Regions from separate parts of the Mus musculus genome. Here region 2 is linked to region 1. Evidence: chromatin contacts called from public ChIA-PET data. All regions are on one chromosome and are shown on one strand. Each heading gives the region's core, a stretch centred on a gene start, on an enhancer-like site or on the middle of the called end of the contact. The rest is flanking DNA. Distances are from core to core; before and after follow the strand shown. Region 1 holds the start of Ephx4 (epoxide hydrolase 4). Region 2 overlaps Glmn (glomulin, FKBP associated protein).

What was found. ChIA-PET counts read pairs in DNA pulled down with a chosen protein or histone mark.
Region 2: an RNA polymerase II ChIA-PET map of memory CD8 T cells shows a contact between it and region 1, with 11 read pairs. The contact joins the enhancer-like site here to the promoter of Ephx4 in region 1. A contact is called at or near these places in 3 of 39 promoter capture datasets (HPC-7-derived erythroid cells, hematopoietic stem and progenitor cells and hippocampal neurons), 2 of 115 datasets of contacts at active chromatin or transcription factors (effector CD8 T cells and memory CD8 T cells) and 2 of 9 other capture datasets (adipose tissue and liver).

What each region holds. Positions count from the first base shown.
Region 1 is chr5:107,401,692-107,405,111 of GRCm38.p6, forward strand. Ephx4 (epoxide hydrolase 4) reads left to right here and starts at 1,822. Exons shown (of 7, transcript NM_001001804.2): 1 at 1,822-2,084. The coding sequence starts at 1,860. The region is part of intron 3 of Gm17202 (a long non-coding RNA gene); the gene reads right to left.
Region 2 is chr5:107,552,532-107,555,824 of GRCm38.p6, forward strand. The region is part of intron 16 of Glmn (glomulin, FKBP associated protein); the gene reads right to left. Among named protein-coding and RNA genes, the nearest start is that of 1700028K03Rik, 19 kb to the left of the region's middle. Within about 2 kb of position 1,715, at least 6 of the 459 cell types and tissues checked have an H3K27ac peak or open chromatin away from gene starts, as enhancers often do. A contact at or near this core is called in memory CD8 T cells, where this site is marked.

The DNA of each region.
Region 1 (3,420 bases), core at 572-3,071:
GGATCCCCAGGTGGGACAGTCTCTGGATGGTTCTTCCTTCCATCTCAGCTCCAAACTTTGTCTCTGTAACTCCTTCCATGGGTATTTTGTTCCCCATTCTAAGGAGGAACGAAGTATCTACACTTTGGTCTTCCTTCTTCTTGATTTTCTTGTGTTTTGCAAATTATATCTTGGGTAGTCTAAGTTTCTGGGCTAATATGCACTTATCAGTGAGTGCATATCATGTGTATTCTTTCGTGATTGGGTTACCTCACTCAGGATGATATCCTCCAGATCCATCCATTTGCATAAGAATTTCATAAATTTATTATTTTTAATAGCTGAGTAGTATTGCTATACACATACATATGTATGTATAAGTATACACAAATATATAAATAAAGCCTGTAAAAGCAACCCCCCCCCACAAAAAAAACAACCCAAAGAACAAAAGCATTTGTGGATATAGCCCAGAGCTAGTGAATGCAGGCCCACCACCCCTGCTTCCATGGGGGTGGGGCAGGGATCAACACCAAGCAGAAGATTTGTATAGACACTTTGTCGAGAAAAGTATAGCTGAGTGACATGTGATCACACAGAAGATGCCTGGTACTATTCGCCATTAGGAAATAAATGTAGGCTTTATTCTTTTTATTCATTATTTAACAGTAATTAACAGTAATAACGCGGTAGCCTTTGTGGCATATTCAGACATATGTGTCATTAAACTTTGTTCTAAAACATTCACTTCCCCAGCTGCCCTCCCCCATGCTCTGCCCTCAGGCAGCTCCTTCCTTCCGGAAGATAGTGCCTCTTATTGAGAATCAAGGGTTCACTCTGCACCTCTGGAACAAATGAAATTAAGAGTTCAGTACACAGTGCTTTAAAGAATGGGACCCAGGCTCTAAGCAACACCTCTAGCACCGAGCAGTCATTCTGGAAGCCAGTTTGATTCTGTCGCAGAAAGCCAAAGGTACACTTACCCACCTTATCCCACTGTCTCATTTCTAGGTGAAATAGGAAAAAAAAAACGTTCACACAGAAACATTTTATGTAGATACACTTATAACAGCCCTAAGCTATTCAGATGGAAGGAATGAGTAGAGATGGCTCACCAGTTAAGAGTACTGGCTGCTTTTTCAGAGGACCTGAGTTCAGTTCCGGAGGTGAGGGGTGCACAGTCACCTGTAACTGCATCTCTAGAAGGACGGACGGACGGACGGACGGACACACACACACACACACACACACACAAGGGAGGTCAGGGAAGAGAAGGGAAACAGGAACGTAAAGGAAGACTAAGAAGAATGAATGTTTCTTAACGGGGCGGGGTGGGGGTAGGGCTGATAAACTATTGTAGAGTTACACCAATGGGGGCGGGAGGAGGGAGGGGGAGGGGAACATTAAGAAGAGAGGGAGGAGGGAGGAGTCCTTGCTAAGGGTAGGGACAAGCTAATTGATTGCTTGTGCCTTGGTGTAAAGTGCCTTTTTGCTTTTTCTGGCTGGGGTGTTTGGTAACTTTGAACTCAGTTAAGAAACAGTTAATATCTGTAAGAGATTGTGTTAGGGATGCCCACCTGAAGAAATAATTACCACAGTTCAGTACAAAAGTCCCTCCCGCCCTCCGCGATTCTCACATCCGGGAAAAGGTCTGCGGCTTCTGGGACCGGGGCGCTGGGACCTGTTCAGAGCCCGGAGCTTCGACAGGACCTGGGGATGGCGTTCGGCGTCGCCTTCATGTCGCTCGGCTCTAGCGACGTGGCACGGGAGGACAGCCCGGGCCTCGCCCTGCGCGGTCCCCGAGGCCCGGGCGCGCGGCGTGTGCGGGGCGAGCGGGCGGGCGCGGGAGGGACGCCGCAGCTCGGCTCCCGCAGGCGCCCATGGCCCCGCCGCGCCCGCCCCGCCTGCTGCCCGCGCTGCGCGCCCTGCTCTACTGGTCCCTGGTGTACGGCTACTGCGGGCTGTGCGCCTCCGTCCACCTGCTCAAACTTTTGTGGAGCATCGGTAGGGCGCCGGCGCAGACCTTCCGCCGGGCGGCCCGGGCCAACCCTCCGGCGTGCCTGAACGACCCCTCCTTAGGGACTCACTGCTACGTGCGCATCAAGGTGAAGGCCGACGCGGGCCTGGAGACAGGGGAGGGAGAGGGACGCGGGTGGGGAGCCCTGGAAGCCGCGGTGCCTAGGGCGCCGGGCCGATTGTTCCTAGATGCGTCCCGATGGCTGCGGGCACCCGGAGGACCCCAGGGGGAGGCAGGAGGGACCTGGCCAGGGGCTGTTCCGCGGGTCAGTATCATGGCTTTCCACTCTCTCCTTAACCTATGTGTGTGTGTGGAGGGGGGGAGGTGCGTGTTTCAGAACGTGAAATTTCTCTAACTGGATCCTCCTCCTGCTGAAGCAACTCAGAATAATTCTGCTCCCTCTCCTACTGCAAGGAGAAGCTATCTCCTGTTACCTTTTTTGCCTTTTAGGGCTCAGATCAGTTGCAGGATAATGCTCCTGGCGGTGCCCTGCTGTCCAGATTTTGAGATGGAGGGAGTGGACAGTTCTTTGGAAAGTCATTTCTAATCTCAGATGACCTAGGCAGCACTAAAGGATAAGAAATGGTTTGTGTTTGTGAGGAAGGAAGTAGGTGCAAAAAGTCAAAAATAGGAGAGAATGGAATACAAAGTAGGTACCCACTTCTTAATAAAGCTCCATTCTCTGTGCTTAAATAAAAGTGTCAACCGTGCCAACAGATTTTCATTGTCCGTCCTCGTCCAAGCTTCTGTCACAGCCCACAGACGGTCTATTTCCTGATGCCAGGTGGTGGAGTGATACAGTCTCTGTGATACGACCTACAGTCTGACTCACAAGCCTTTCAAAGGCAACATACAAGGAGATATTTGTGTTACTGAGTCCTGCCTGACGTTTAATCAGCAGCTAAACTCCCCAGCAACTGGGATTCAGAAAGGCAAAAGGAGCCTGAAACTGATGTGAGAATTAAGTATGTTCATGTTTCGAGAAGAAGGAGAGGAGGAGGAGGAGGAGGAGGAGGAAGAGAACCACAAAGAAAAAGAGAAGAAAACATAGGCCAACGGACCTATAACTTAGTATAATTTATAATTCATCATTATAATTATCAACCTGGCATATACCCAGTGCGATAAAATCTTTATTAAATCCAATCTGGTGGCCCTGGCATTTTATTCTTCCAAGACTCACCACCACTAAAATAATTTTTAAAAGATAACAGCCAAGTCACATTTGTTAATTCTGTCCAACTTAAGGATGAAACACAGCTTATGACTCTTCCTGGATTCCTCAGAATTACTCTCTTTTCCCCTCAAAAGCAGAAGGAAGAAATAGTGGTGACTCTAGTCACCTGTATACTTCATTCCTCTTAACTTGTTTATTTAGTGACGCCGGGGGACACATTGGTCATGCCAGGCGAGTGCTCTGCCAC
Region 2 (3,293 bases), core at 465-2,964, 150 kb after region 1:
AAGGGGAATACTTTTTTAGCCTATACTTAGCTTTATCAAAAGGAAATACCTTCCCATATTTATTCAAAAGAAAGTATTAGTTATGATTGAAGTCCTCTTTACTCAAGAGGTAGCAATTAATTCATAACCAGGTGATTAACACTTTTTATATCTATGTCACTTAATATAAAGTACGTGTGTGTATGATGTTGGCAAGTTCCCGGCCAGCCAGAGGCACACAGTGAGACCCACTCTTGAAAACAAAACTCAGAGTAAGTACTGAGTTGTAATTGCTGGCTCTCACTGGGCTGCCCTAGAAGAGGAGCGGGAATGGGGTGGGAGTCTGGATGCTAGTTTCCCCTTTGCTCTAAGTGCCCTCCAGAACTGAGCAAAGCCCTCCTGAGGGCACATAGCTTCCCACAGATGAAAAATCCTTATAGTCAAGGCAAGACAACTCTAAATAGAACTCACAAACTGGCCTGTTTTTTATTTTCCCTATTCAACCTGTACAAGGGTTTTATAATCCCAGAATTTGTGATAATTGTTGGCTACATAGCAAGTTCCAGGCCAGCATGGACAAGAGGCCAGCAGAAAGGCTCAGTGAGTTAAGGCCTTCACTGCCAACTCTAACAATCTGAGTTTGATCCTAGGAGACACATGATAGGAGGAGAGACCCAATCCTGACAGTTGTCCTCTGACCTCCATTGGTGGACACACATGGACACACACACACACACTAATGATGATGATAGTAGTAATAATGCATGAGCTTACAACAACAAAGGTCTAACTGTATACACACTGCAGTTTCCTTTTCTTTGCTGACCTCACCTCTGAAGGGCTGTAATTATAAGCAGGAGCCATGGCATCCAGCAAGGGGCAATAATTTATTTTAATTTGTTGTCCATAACATCAAAACATTGAGTAGTAAAAACACCCTTCAAAATTAGACTAAAGAAATTTTCTTTCCCATGCTGTTCAGCATAATCCCAGTCTTTTCTATAATGAACTGTACTGTTTCTAGAAGCATGTAGGAGTAAAGATGCTATGGAGGAAGAAAAATTCTTTGTCTTACATGAAAGTTACCGGGTCTCTCTAAAGCACAAAAGAATTAAGTTTAAGACTTCTTTCATCTCTAATGCTAAAAAAGTAAAAAGATTTTTACAATGTTTATAAGGACTTGATCTTTGAAATCCTTGCAACTGTCTGCCTTTCATCTCAAACCTGTCACTGACTCAACAATTCTGACAATATTTGAGTTCTGTCTTAACTACACACTAAAAATTCACTGCAGCCTACCCAACCCCACTAGACATTTCTACATCACGGTGAAATAGGTTCTGGGACAGGTAGGAACCCTGCAAAGACAGTCAACCATAGTAAATGGAAAAGGGCATAGCCGTGTCCCCCTCTTGGCTCTTTCTTCTAATGTGCCTCATTTATTAAGTGGTAGCACCAAACTTTTACCACTTCATTCAAAAGAACTTTGGCGACCATTAGCCCGTGTGGCTCTGCAGACTCTGTGTGCATGTGTGTTCGCATTTCACTTTTGAGTTGTGGTGCCAAGGATTGAATCCATGGCCACAGGACAATTATTCTGCCACTGAGCACGTTTTAATTTTGAATAAACAGGCATTAGGAAGGGTTTGAGTGAAGAGGACAAAGGTAAATGGCACACCTGGGCTCTATTTTAGAACAACCTTGTAATCCAAAACAATAACCACCTACAGAATCCCAACAGCAGAGAATGTGACTTCTACAGACTAGAGATGAGAAACAGTCTGAAACTGACAGGAAATGGAAATGTAGGAGAAAGTGCTGAAAACATGCAGGGAGCTGGGATGGGGACAGTAAGCCAGGAGGACTCTGGAAAGGAAACTCAAGCTGGTCAGAGGGCTTCTTACTTATTATGAGTCCACTTACTGTCTTCATGTTGGAATGGCTTTCTCTCCCTGGGCGCCTTTCTGACTTTTAACTTTCATCTTAGCACACCTAAATGGGCACAAACAGGAACTGGGAGGGGCTCCTCCGAGGGAAATGCCCGAACACCACAGTGTCACTTTGTGACTTGTAAACCAAGCCAGAAGCCATCGTGTTTGTTTGTGTTCAGGGTTCTGCTTCACACTTCAGGCTGGCCAGGAACTTGTGACCCTTCCTCAGCTCTGTAAGTGCCACCATACAGGGCAATCCCTCCTGGATGGAGGCGGTTGATTATTTGTTAACCATGGTGGCTAAGTTTGCCTTTCCTTGTTGGAACTGTTCTTAGGAGGGATGTTCCCATTACAGACAGGCTGTTAAGCTTCATTACAGGAAGAGGGCGTCTGTTAATCATCTCCCTAGTATGGTAGTTCTTATGGTGGCATACAGCAACAAACAAACAAAAACCAGGATTTGGTTCCTATGGGGAATAAACCATTAAATATGGCAGCCTTATAAATGAGGAGTGTTCTTCATTATAGAATGTCCTCACCGAAGTACATTAAGGCCCTATGGAGTCAAAACAGGCATTGCCTACCTTCTCCAGACCCTCTGACCCTGTATTAGGTGTACATTACAGCAACTACATCAATCATTGCTAATCAGTGAGACTGCTTTGTGTCAAGCAAATTGCATCAACTCCTCTGTGTGATCAGCCTTCCTGATTACTGCAAGGTTATGCTCCTTCCTCCCCTAAGAATGCCTGCCAGAGACCCAGGGACCAGGGCCGCTCAATAGACACTGTATCTCTTCTGTTTGTTCCTTTACGAATCAGAGTTAGTTTAATTCCAAAATTTCTATTACTTCCTAGACCTCTGCCCTTGCACGAATTTTTGATCCTTCCTGTAAGAGAAGGGTTAATGAGAAGGGAACAAAGAGTACTTTTCTCTCAGCACTGTGAAGACTGGTCCGAAGCACCTGGCAGGACAGCAGCCACGGCCATCAGGGATGGGTGCACCAGTGAGAAAGACTTCAGTGATGATTGTACTTGATAAAAAAATCTATACATCTGTGCTTGAAAACCCAAGCCAAACCAAACTGCTGCAAAATTTTTCCCCAATTAATTTAAATATTAATACAACAAGAAGCCTATGATTGGACAAGGGAGGTGGAGTTTCAGGGACAGGGTCAAGAAGGGAGGAGAGATGAAGAAGAAAGATAGAGGGAGAAAAAGATGATCCAGATTCCGTGTGGCTTTAAATAGCAACAAGTAGCTATGAATATCATAAAAGGATAGAATGATTGGGATAACTTATTAAATCTGGTGGGCAGCTTGTATCATTATCAGTTGGCTTTAAAATTATTGTGTGCGCATCTTGTGAATTGAGAATTTATTG